Linked DNA regions of Zea mays: region 2 is linked to region 1. A link is a contact called in public Hi-C data. All regions are on one chromosome and are shown on one strand. Each heading gives the region's core, a stretch centred on a gene start, on an enhancer-like site or on the middle of the called end of the contact. The rest is flanking DNA. Distances are from core to core; before and after follow the strand shown.

Region 1 (6,176 bases), core at 1,073-3,572:
AACATCAATAATGACACGGCCCGGCGACTGTGGAATATACTTGCGCTGGGTACAACACAGGGTAGGTACCAAGAATACTATATACACTACACGTCTGCACTCTGCACAAAATGACATAGTGTAACCACCACGATCCCACTCCTATATACTATAATCTACAACAATGGAGCTATCGCTAAGAGTATTCACTGACCCCTGTCGGAGGGATAATTAAGCTACTGTTACTAGTCGTATAGGATTAATTAACGCGATCATCTCTACTTCGCCGTGGTGTTATTGCTCATGGAGCTCAACTTCTGCGCCAGCGCGTCGACGTACCAAGCCGGTCGTCTCCTCTCCGGCGGCAGCGTCTCAGCCTCCGCACCGCCCTTCATCCCTTCGTTCAGCAGCTCCTCCCAAAAGTCGTCGGTGAGCTCCGCCGTCTCGAACCCGCCCTGCTGCTGGCTCCGCGCGCGGCCACCCTGCTTCTCGCTCCCGTCCTGCCTGCGCTTGCCGAGCCCCTGGATGTTGAGCGCCAGGTTCTCCAGCTCCGACGTGGTCCCTCGCTCGTCCAGCTCCGCGAACAGCGCCCGCGTGGCGGTGGGGTCGTCGTCGTCGCCCTGCTGCTGCTCCTCCTCCTGCTGCTGCAAGCCGCCGTTGGCCGGCGCGGCGCCGATGGGCCGCCTCCGCTTCCGGGAGGCGGCGGAGAGCAGCGCCGCGCCCTCCAGCTCCCTCCGCCGGGCTTGCTGCTGTGCCAGCAGCTGGAACAAGTCTGGGCTCTGCACCGCCCGCGCCAGGAACCCCATCATCTGCACCTGCTTGTGCTCCGCGTGCCGCAGCCGCTCCTCCATGGCCCGCATGCCCGCCCGCGTGCTCTGCTGCTCCTGCCGCAGCTTCACCACCTCCGCCAGCAGGATGCTCTTGTCACGCCTCAGCCGCTCCATCTCTCCGTCCAGCCCTCCGAACCGGCCCACCTCCAGGCACGACCCCTGCGACTGCGACGCCTGGAGGTACGGCGGCGGTGGCGCCGGCCTTCGACGCTTGATCAGCCGGAGAAGATGCCTCTGGCCCCTCAGGAATCCTTCGTTCGCGAACTCCCAGCTGTCCGGGTCGATCTTTCTGAAGCCCTGCACGTCGCAAAGCGATGAACACGCGCAGCGTTCAGTAAGCTGCATTTCCAGAAGCCATCACACACTAAGAATCGACAAATGCCGACGCTGAGCCAATTAACAAGACAAGATGGCAAATTTATGTAAAACTTTAGGTTTCACATAAGTTTTGCGACCGAATTTACAGGCACGGGCAGTGGTATACACTAGCAGTATATTGCTTGGTGGTGAGTGGTGATCAAAGGAGTGAGTCTTCTTTATCTTTAGGACAAACAAGCAGTTTGTTTCTTTCTCGTAGGCTGTAGTAGCTTCGTTCATCCCTTGTCCTGGTCCATCTAGCTACACAGTAACAAGGCGAACAAAGAGCATGTCAGAGGAATTTAACATCTTGTCATGGAGATGCTGGTTCTGCAATCTCCCCCATTGTCGTTCTGCTTCTGAACCATTCAAAACATTTGCCCATTTTGCCATTGTATTTGCTAGGCCGCCAAAGAAAAGCAATACGCGTTCAACGATTGTATCAGCTCCAAGTCATTGTGAATCACACAAAATGCTTATATATATATACAGACTTGTTCTTTCGGTAAGTAATAATAATAGAGACAGACTTGTCGACTGATAGCTCATGCTACTGTACTCCACAATGCAAGAGGCGAGATGAACTGCAAAACCAGAGCGCGCGAGCACAAAGCCAACCAGAAACAAAAAATCACACGACAGCAACTGAGCAAGCAGAGTACTTGGGGCACTCACATAGGTGTTCAGCTGGCGGACAAAGCTGGAGAAGTTGTTGTGCTTAAAGAACCTGGGGAGCAGCACGGCGGCGAACACGTGGGGATCCCAGACCACGAAACTGTTGCCGGCGCGGCCCCAGGAGATGACCTCGTCGGTGGCCGGGTCGGCCACCAGGTCGAACGTCTTGGTCAGGAACGGCGGTGGCCCGACCTCGTGCAGCCCCTCCATCGGCCGCGGAGCGTCCGCGTCCGCGTCCACGTCCTCCTCCTCCTCCTCTTCCGGCGGCCACTCCTCCTTCACCGTCACCGGCAGCATCAGGTCCATCTCGCCACGGCTGCTGCCAACCACCAACCAACCAAATGAAACGCCAACGTCCAGAACCCCCAGCGATCACCAGGCGGTCACGGAGGACGCGCAGTGCTCTGCCTCGCTCGCGGAGAACCCAGCGATCACCGCGCGGGGAAAGGGAAGGGGAAACCAAAAAAGCTGCTGTGTCGTCTCTCTTCTCCTGCTGCGCGGGAAAGTGGCTGCCGGCGGCGATAAATACTCCTACCGGCTTGACCCTTCTCCGAGGCCTGCCAGGAGGGGAATGGAACGTTCTAGGCCGCGCGGCGCGTTCGTGGCCGGGCGGAGCTCGGAAGGTTCTGGACGCCGTGGGGTGTGGCTGGGGTTGCGCGTGGTGGGCGGACACCCGGGCCGCCCTCGAATCCATCGACAGCCGACAGGGGAGCGACGACGGCGACGGCTCGTGCCATTTTTTTTTCTTCCTGATCCTAGAAAGCTTGGTGACAATGTGACATCGCCCTGGCCTCGTGATTGGCTGCAACTTGCCAACTTGCAGCGCCGGTACGCCGGCGAGATACGCCGCATCCACTCTGCAAAAGATGGCTCCTTTCCGTGCCCGGCTGCACCTGCACCCGTCTACTTCGTCTTTTGAAAATCGCGCTGCATCACGTGCTCCTCACATGTCCGGTGTCGCTACTACGAAATGCATCTGGAGGTTAGCTGAGTCTCATCTGTAACCGAGCCCTCTTTATTTTAGGTCAGCCATAGATGAATCTGGCTGCGCAATGAAATCAGGTCTATTTGCCAGTGCGTCACCACTACCATCTGTGAGCAGGAACGATGATGGCAATATGAACCTTTTGTGCGGCAATGCAGCCGCACACAAGTATATCATCGAGATCACAAATGTTCTTGGCCGGTGATCGGCTCCGCCGACCAAAGCTCGACGAGTGACTAGACGACAGACATGGAACGCGTTCATTTCAACCACCACACGTTTTCTAGGCAGGAGCCACCCAGCATCGTCACATCACATCAACCTGCACAAACCTTTCGGTGATCAACAGAACTGTTACTGTGAAACAGTACATCATTACCAAGGCCCTGCTCGCCCTCAGTGAGAACGACAGCAGTTACTCACGCGGCACGAGCGCAGACAAGATGTTGGTCGGCAGTTGATCCACGACATCCAGTCAGACTGACGGCTGGTTAGAGGCATCCTTTTCAGTAAACAACCATTGCGCGCAACGTTTCATCGAACTTGTGAAAGACAGGTGGGTTGATTTGAACCATCATCGTTTCATCATTTATCAAACACCACATGTCATTCATTCGTATAACAAAATATCTAGGGTTTCGTGCAAACTGTTAACTGGCACACACAGCGGTGGCATGAGCACATTGCAGATAGCAAATCTTATTCGGCGGTACTAGGAGTTGTAGGGTGTAAAACACAAGAGGCTGAGACGGCAGGAGGACATGTAGAGTGGACACGCTCAACGAGCTTCGACGGCTTGGTTTCCACCTCGGTTGATGATTTTCTCGACGTACTCCTTCCTGAAACCATGCGAATGTTCCGTTTTGTTAAAGCCAACAGGAACCAGAGAATAACGAAAGTGGAAGCGAGAGAATCCAAGAAAGAGAGAATGGGACACAACAATGCTCCAGCAGTCCAGCTTTAGGCTTCAGACGCAGGATCATACCTAGCCGGGAGATGGTCATGCGGACGATTGTATGGTGTCCAGACAGGCTCACCCACAAATAGACGCATTGCCTGAGGAATCATAGCAGGAAAAAAAATCCACAATGCAGCAGCGTCGTTATTTAGCTGGTTCTTGTTTACAGAAGACTTAAGACAAGAAAGTAACAGAAGACTGAACGCCAAAATTTGCAAAGATGATATAACACGCACAATCACACAATCACACGACAGGGACAAGATAAACGCCCTCTAAAAGTCTAAAACTAAACAGGAACTACTACCTTCCACTTAAAATAAGTGTAGCCGACTAAATCAAGAGTAAATGAATGGCATAAACGGCTTCACAAAGAAAAGGTATCATCATCTAATCAACAATTACCAGAGTTAAAAAGAACAAAACTCATAGTGTGAACAGAGAAAGAAGTCAAAGATACCTTGATGTAGTTGTCACTATCCAACGTAAAGCGATGATACATTCCTGCAGGCAAAACGATCATGCCCCCTTTCTTTACCGCTACACGGATCCACTGATCATCTTGGTCCCTCACATCAAAGTAGCCTTGAGAACATAAGTGTAAAAACGATTAAACATCGACAGTAACTAGAAAGAAAACCTGCTGACTATTAGATTTTCTGTCTTCAAAAAAAACGCCTCCAGATGCAAAACAAAGGCACCTACCGCTACCCTCAAGGCAATATCGTATCTCTTCATCAGTATGCAAGTGTTCTTCAAAGAAATTCTTTATCTTAGCCTCGTAATTTGGCAACTTCTCTGGGCACACATCACAAATGTCCTACATAAGGAAAAATGCTTATCATACTAGTCTGAATCTTTGAATAGGTATTGACCTTGCTACTCAAGGTAGAGTAACAAAACAACAAGTGCCCAAAAATAAACTTATTAGCAAACCATGTAAGAGTAACCCCTGGCTTCACGAATTTTCTTGAGGTTCTCATCATTCTCCCAATCATCAGCATTTAGGCGCCAGCTTAATATTCCTAGTTCTGGATGTCCATGATGGTAGTAGCATTCAGCATCAGTTAGTATATGAAGATGTCATATGGGCTCAGGACTAGAGCAGGGCATGTACAAACCGGAAAGTTTGTCGAGAGGAATGAATTCTTTGGGCTCACGATGATGAGGAAGCCTCTGGTCCTCTTCACTGTCGTCCATGTACCATGCTTGGATGACCTCCTCCTTGCCAACCTATGATGGAAATAACCATTCAACGATATAATGTCGGAATGCATAATATGGCAAGCACAAGCATGTTCAGACAAAGGAACCATGACCACCCAATAGCATGTTGTGAAATGTATGCATCAAAATTTATGATGCCATAACTCATAGCCAATGCAGAATTATGACATGTGCATAAAAGAGAATAGGACAAATTGAGCTATGCATATTGGATCAGTCAACACTAGAATTCAACCAAGGCAGCTCAATACACTGAGCTCTTAGGATTGATTTCATTGATATCTTTCTACAATCTGAACGAACCTAGTCCACGTTGGACCCAACAAAACAACACCAAGTAGCTGCCGAAAAAAAGAGCCATGACCAAGCAGTATAAAATCGCAACCCATTTTGTATGAATCGCAATTCTAAAACTAAAACAAGCACAGAGATATATGACTTATAAAAGAAATACTATACAAAGCTTAGTAATAACACGAAATAACCATCATATTTGCTGTGGAACACAGGGGGCCACAGAGGCACGGGGCACTCTACTAGTTTGCTTTAAAAGTCGTCATATTGGGAGGCCTCCTTTAGTCATATTGGGTGTTTCGTTCTTTAGTCACCCTGCTAAACTTTAGGAACTAACCTTTAGTCTCTAGAATTTATATTTGAGAGGCCTCCTTTAGTCATATTGTTTGGCAGTTTAGGAATTAAAAGTTTGACTAAAGTTTAGGAGGTAGGAACCAAACACCCATAAGACCCAAATGGTCGTCAAACATTCTCGCTGCCTTAAAAAAGGCCCAACTAAAACTACAAAATACATATTGAGCTACTATTCTCACACTGTTCAAGGCTACAATCCATGTGTTCATCTGGCAGTGAGGACACAGGACATTAACCTACTAGGATCGATCTCAGGGATTTATGCTTATGGTATTGACAGACCTAGTCTGAATTGAGCACAAGAAACATAGTTGTACTTGTACGACATAATAGGATGCCTTTTAAGGTAAACCGAGACAATCCACTCAGGGATGGAACGGCGCCGTGTTTGGTTATTACAAGAATCCCAACCACGCACGTAAACCGAGACAATCCACTCAGAGCTTCGTAACGGTGGATAGTTTCTTTGGAGCACGATATCCAAGATAAAAAAAATTAGCTGTGTTCGGTTCTGTCA
Region 2 (6,176 bases), core at 2,431-4,930, 81 kb before region 1:
CCACGGGCTGTGCAATGCCGGCTTTGCCACGAGTGCGCATGGGATGCGCATTGGCGACAGGCGTGATGGAGATCGGGCGAGTGTCGGTCGTGCGACCGGTGGCCACGGTGCTGCTGGCAACGGCCTGTGCAGGATGCACAGGGGCAGCAGGACCCAGTGAGGCGGTCGACGAGGCGGCGGGGGCGCTACTAGCAGCAGCCTGTGCAGGGTGCACAGGGGCAGCAGCGCCGGTACTGGGGTTGCCCAGTCTAGCGCTCATCTGCGCTGGAGGAGGCGTGGGTGTCGCTACCCGCTCATGGGCGACGTGAGGTGTACCTGCATGCACAAGTCTTGCTCCAGGGATAGGAGCGGTTAGATCATGTTCATCAAGGAGAAAATCCAAGGAGGAGGATGCCATGGGAGTAGTAGACATGTCGGCAAAAGGAAAGAAGGACTCGTCAAAAACGACATGTCTAGAAATAAGAATGCGGTTTGACTCGAGCTCGAGACATCGATAGCCTTTGTGTTCGGAGGAATAGCCAAGAAAAACGCATAAGGAAGAGCGGGGGGCAAGTTTGTGAGGTGCGGTGGAGGACATATTAGGATAACAGGCACACCCAAAAACTTTTAGATGATCATAGGAGGGTTGGGAGGAAAAAAGAGCACTATATGGTGTGGAGAAGGCAAGGGTTGTAGTGGGGGGCCTATTCACAAGATATGTAGCAGTATGAAGGGCTTCAACCCAATAAGCCGGAGGGAGACTTGCCTGAAACAAAAGGGAACGCAGAATGTCATTTATGGTGCGAAGTGAACGTTCTGCTTTCCCATTTTGCTGAGAAGTGTAGGGGCACGACATGCGTAAGGCAATGCCGTGGGAGAGAAAGAATGTGCGGGCCTGAGAATTATCAAATTCACGGCCATTATCGCACTGAACGCTCTTGATGGTGATGCCGAATTGGGTGCGAATATAAGTGAAAAAATTTGCAAGTGTGGAAGAAGTCTCGGATTTGAGGCGGAGCGGAAACGTCCAAATGTAGTGGGAGCAATCATCAAGAATTACCAAATAATATTTATAGCCCGACACACTAACAATTGGGGAGGTCCATAAATCACAGTGTATTAAATCAAAATTGTGAGAAGCTCGAGAGCTAGATGAATTGAACGGCAAACGTGTATGACGACCAAGTTGGCACGCATGACATATGTGGTTGACATCATCTTTATTGCAGGAAATGACACTGGAGGTAATGAGTTTGGACAAGGCTTGATGCCCAAGGTGACCGAGACGACGATGCCACAGGGAGGTGGGTACAGCGAGTAATGCAGAGGTGCTGGTGTAGGGTGCATGGAACGGGTAGAGGTCACCGGAGCTATTGCACCTGGCGATCACGTTCCTGGTTTGCAAATCCTTCACAGAAAGGCCAAAGGGATCAAATTCAATGGAGCAATTATTGTCGGTGGTGAAGCGACGAATGGAAATTAAATTCTTAATAATGTTAGGAGACACCAGCACATTATTGAGAACTAAATTGCGATGCGGGAAAGAAAAAGTGTGTGATCCAGTGGCTGTGACAGGAAGCAAGGCACCGTTTCCCACAATGATAGATGTAGGAGTGAATGAAGTGGGCGAGGAAATAGCAGAGAGTTTACCAGCGTCCGAGGTCATGTGTGATCCTGCACCGGAGTCGGCATACCACTCGGAAGTAGCGTTCGGTGGATTGAGCGTCATAGTGTTGAAGGAGTGTGCAAGGGCGTCCTGATGCCATGCACCACCGTGAGTGGGGTTCCAGGGCGTCGCTTGGTATGCTGGTGCGGGCGCCTGGAAACCAGGGGGTGCAGCTCCCCCGTAGGGCATGCCATACGGAGGGGGAGGAGCACCGTAGAAGCCTCCATAGGCACTGGGTGTGCTGCCGAAGCTGTTGTATTGTGGAAGGGCGTTGAACGCTGGCGGCGGTGGTGGGCGCCCGGACTGGTCATATGGCCACAGCCGGACAGTGCCAGCCCATGGATGCGCGAAGGACGGATGCATGGCAGGGGTTGCACCTCCCTGTCCAGCAGGAAGTGCGCCACCATGGGGCACTGATTGGCCCTGCTGGTGGCTATTGCGACCACCGCGACCGCGACGACGGCCGGTGCGTTGGCCGTTAGGTGCCGGGGGGGCGTGCTGGAGGAGGCGCCCCTGGACGTGGAGGTACTGGGGCCCCCGGAGTCGCATGCCGCGGCGCTGCAGCAACAAGTGCCGATGGCGGTGATGGAGGTCGTGCGTCGATTTCCAGCTCCTCCAACAGCAGGTGCGCACGAGCCTCTGCGAACGTGGGGAACGGCTGGTGCATCTTGAGGATGGACACCATGTGACGGAACTTGCCGCCGAGGCCACGAAGGAGCGTGAGCACCATCTGCCTATCGCCGATGGGATCGCCGAAACCGGCAAGGGATGCCGCCATTGACTCAAGCTGGCGGCAGTAGTCAGTGATGCTCAAGGACTCTTGGCGGAAGTTGCGGAATTTTGTCTCAAGTAGAAGCGCCCGGGATTCCCTTTGGCCAAGGAACTCATCCTCGAGGTAGCACCACGCCCCGCGAGCAAGGCCCTGCCGCATCATCAGAGATTGTTGCAGGTCGCCGGAGATGGTGCTGTAGATCCATGTCAAGACACAGCAATCGGCTTGAACCCACGCCGGGCGTGATGGGAAGGCTTCATCCTCAAGGACGTGACGAGTCAGGGCGTATTTGCCGAGGACGGTGATGAACATGCCGCGCCACTTGGTGTAGGTGTTCGTTGCCTGGTCGAGGATGACAGGGATGAGCGCCTTGACGTTGACGACGGCAGTGGCTTGCGCCCAGAGGGCCTCATGGGCGCGCTCAAACTCGTCCAAAGCGGCAGCACGGAGGCGGCCTTCTTCGGCGCGGCGGGCGTCTTCAGCACGGCGGGCTTCGGCCTCAACTGCGAGGCGGCGGTCCTCCGCGGCCTGGACGGCTGCTGCATCGTCGGCCGCCATCGAGAGCGCGCCTAGCTGGAGAAGAGCCGCGCGACCTCGGCTGGCAGGAGAAGAAAAGGCGCCGCGCCTGCTGGAGGATCGGCGGCGCGAGCAGATCCAACTCGCCTGGCGGGAGCCTGTAGGAGAAGAAGCGCCGCGCCTGCTGGCGGATCGGCGGCGCGAGCAGATTTGGGGAGACCAGCGGCCGCACCCGGCTGATCCAGCAACGGGACAGGCGATCTTCACGGACAACGCGGCGATGGGATCGGCGGCGCTCTGGGTGACGAGCTCGACAAGAGCGACGATCGGATCAGCGACAGCGCGGTCGTGGGTTGCGGAAGCGTGCGGATCGGAACCGCGTGAGATACCATGAAAGTGTGAATTGTTAGGAATTGCTTGATTGTATTCCATGGAGATGTACAGTATACATAGGCCGTGCGTCGTGGCACACATGGCAACGCACAGCCCTACATGCCTACAATCAAGGGCCTACAATCAAGGACTAACTACCAATATTAGACATACTATAAATACAAATACAGTAGTCTAACATGGTGATCAGTAAAATAAAGTAGATCAATGGAGGAGAAATCCTCTCTCGCTGTTCAGTTGAATTTCACACCGCTGTGTGAATAGAACAACATCTTTTACCATTCCGAGCTTTTGCACTGCATGCCTTTGATTTGCTACTGTGCCTAAATAGACAGGCAATTTGCTGGCGGCCGCAGGAAGTAGTGCATCTATTCCGTGGTCAGCCGGTCCATGCGTATTATTGCAAGTCCACTTCGTGGCGTTTATGCTTGCTCGCGAGATCTTTTTTTTTTTTAGTTTGTCGTTGCGGGCTTGTTGCGACGCAAATGCAAAGCACCAAGAGGGGTGGTTCAGTGGAATCGGAACAGAAGTGCTGCTGTGGGTAGCAGCGACGTCTCGCCTAGATGAGGTCAACTCATCAGTTGCGGCAGCACTCTCTGTATATTCTGAGAGGCCATTCCTGAATTAGCTTGAGTAAGTGGTCAGGAGCATTCGTATATTCAGTTCTAGCCTGAACAACCAAACAGCTTTTGACTCTTACCTGCGAATTTCAGAACACCCCTCCTCCCCTCTCCCCTGTGCGCAATCGATCGCTTCAAATTAAAACCAGTTGTTTGACTGCTGCAATTGTAATTTATAAAGACAAAAATATTATAAAAACAGTCGAAGCCAGTATAGATTAAAGCAAAGCGAACATATTAAAGATTCAGACATTCGGTCACATGATGGAATGTGCGTCATATATTGATTTACAGACAAACAAACCGGGTACTATAGTCATGATGAAAAAAACAACACTTGTTTAGTCGCCAATATCGCCATAGGTTGAACAAGGGGGGTATACAGTCGAGGAGCGTACACATGGCCGGTCATAAATAATTGGACAAATGTTAAGTAGAAGATAAACACGTAGAAACAGTTAGATCCAGTTTGGTGCAGCTCTTGGATCATAACTCATCAACTATAGCTGTAGCAAGAGCCAGAAGCCCCAGAAAACAACTCCACCGCTACTGCCTATGGTGGTAATTGATCATGATCAAATATCTTTTTATAAAAAGTTAGGACCCTTAAATAATTTTAGTTTCAAAATGAATAGAAATAGAACCCGGTTATAATCTGATTCGATCCTTAAAATTTGCAGTGTAAAATTCAGAGCCTATTACCGCCCCTACTACTGCCTCTTGAGTTCCTGTATCTCTAGCACATCTTCGTCTCTTATTTTAAACTCAATTTTATAAATAACATAGTCTATAGCATAAACAATATTTTGTACGGTCATATCCTTCGAATTGTAGGAGCCGATCAACGAAGTCGTTTTCTGCTACAAATGCTAAAGAATTTTCAGCAGCGTGCCAAGTTGTTGGAATTTAGCCTATTTAAGACTACTTGTGGGTGGCCTAATTCCTATAAGAAAGTCAAGCGGCACATGTAGGGATCACATTAAGGGTTTTAGTCTCATATTACTTATTTCGGTAGGAGATAATCAATTTATATATAAGGATGTGCACTACCCTTTATATGAGACACGCAATGGCTATGGAGGCTGCTTTGAACTGACCACACGCTTTCTTGCTCGCGTTTCATGTTTTTTCGCGAAATTAACGTGTGACTTGTGACTATGTGCGATCCTATCATGACGTGTTCTAAACAACATTTATTTTTTTGTCTTTTATTTATTTAGTACCACACCTAGACCACCATGTCAACTAGGAGTAATTGGGCGCACATGCGTGGACTCCGTGCGGTTGCACGTAGAGAGATTCTAAGGTGCGGTTACCAGAATTTAGCAGATCTAATCTTGTACATTGCAGCGACCCCTCTATAAAAGGGAGTCGAGGGGCACACAACAACCAACCGACTCGTCTTCTCCTTCTCAATTATCTGTGTCGTCGCTTCTTTGTCCTATCGTCCTTGCGTCTAACATGCAGCAGATCATGCGAGAGCGGTGTCTCTGAACCTGCACGGGTGATGGCGAATCAGGTTTCTAGAAAGTACGCCTCTCCGCTCGTGTTCTTCAACTCCAGTCGTGGGAAGCATTGTAAGTAGATCTGCATTTTCTGATTATTGTGATGCAGATCTTTTGGATAGTTCTGATGTTTATTTATTTTCTGTGTGTTTATTGTCATGGTTTAATCAATATTTATGAAGTACTAGCATCAGTTTAGTTATATGCTAGTAAATCTGTATTCTTTTATGTATTACACAATATGATCAAATTAATCTTAGACTGTGTTAATCTTGTAAGACAAGTGCCGGAGCAGGAGCCCGTGAAAGTCGGGCCAAGCGGAGGCCGTGCTCTCCTCGTTGTGTTCATGAAAACGATGTCTTGGAATCTTGTCTTAGGACAGTGGTGTCCCCAAGATGATAGTATGTCGATTTGTACTTCCGGTGAATGCATGTGTCCTTTTCCGATGGAACATCAAGTGCTGCCATGTTTAGGGGCTCAACCCACGATTGATTGAACCTCACTTGTACTTTTTCCTCTGTCCCAAAAAATAAAAGTAAGTTCCATTTTCATTTCCTAAAAAGTCAAATACTTTAAAGTTTGATCATATATATAAAAAAATCAATATCTATATATGTTGCTGATAACCAGTACTTTATTAGATTAAATATTGAATAATGTATGTTTACAATAAATTCTTACATTAAAAATATGGATGTTGCTGATGTTTGCATAAATCTAGTTTA

The links. Hi-C and Micro-C count contacts between places; a contact is called where the count stands out from the background.
Region 2: a Hi-C map of leaf shows a contact between it and region 1, with 4 times the contacts expected there. The contact joins the enhancer-like site here to the promoter of LOC100280131 in region 1. A contact is called at or near these places in 2 of 25 Hi-C or Micro-C datasets (bundle sheath and leaf).

Annotation. Positions count from the first base shown.
Region 1 is chr1:12,618,118-12,624,293 of Zm-B73-REFERENCE-NAM-5.0, reverse strand. It overlaps LOC100280131, which reads right to left and starts at 2,322. Exons shown (of 2, transcript NM_001153064.1): 1 at 1,842-2,322; 2 at 26-1,106. The coding sequence starts at 2,147. The coding sequence ends at 258. It overlaps LOC100216585, which reads right to left. Exons shown (of 7, transcript NM_001326534.1): 2 at 4,906-5,017; 3 at 4,721-4,815; 4 at 4,490-4,604; 5 at 4,245-4,369; 6 at 3,812-3,882; 7 at 3,388-3,665. The coding sequence ends at 3,605.
Region 2 is chr1:12,700,900-12,707,075 of Zm-B73-REFERENCE-NAM-5.0, reverse strand. No RefSeq gene overlaps it. Among protein-coding and RNA genes, the nearest start is that of MIR167j, 4.3 kb to the right of the region's middle. Within about 2 kb of position 3,680, at least 12 of the 20 cell types and tissues checked have an H3K27ac peak or open chromatin away from gene starts, as enhancers often do. A contact at or near this core is called in leaf, where this site is marked.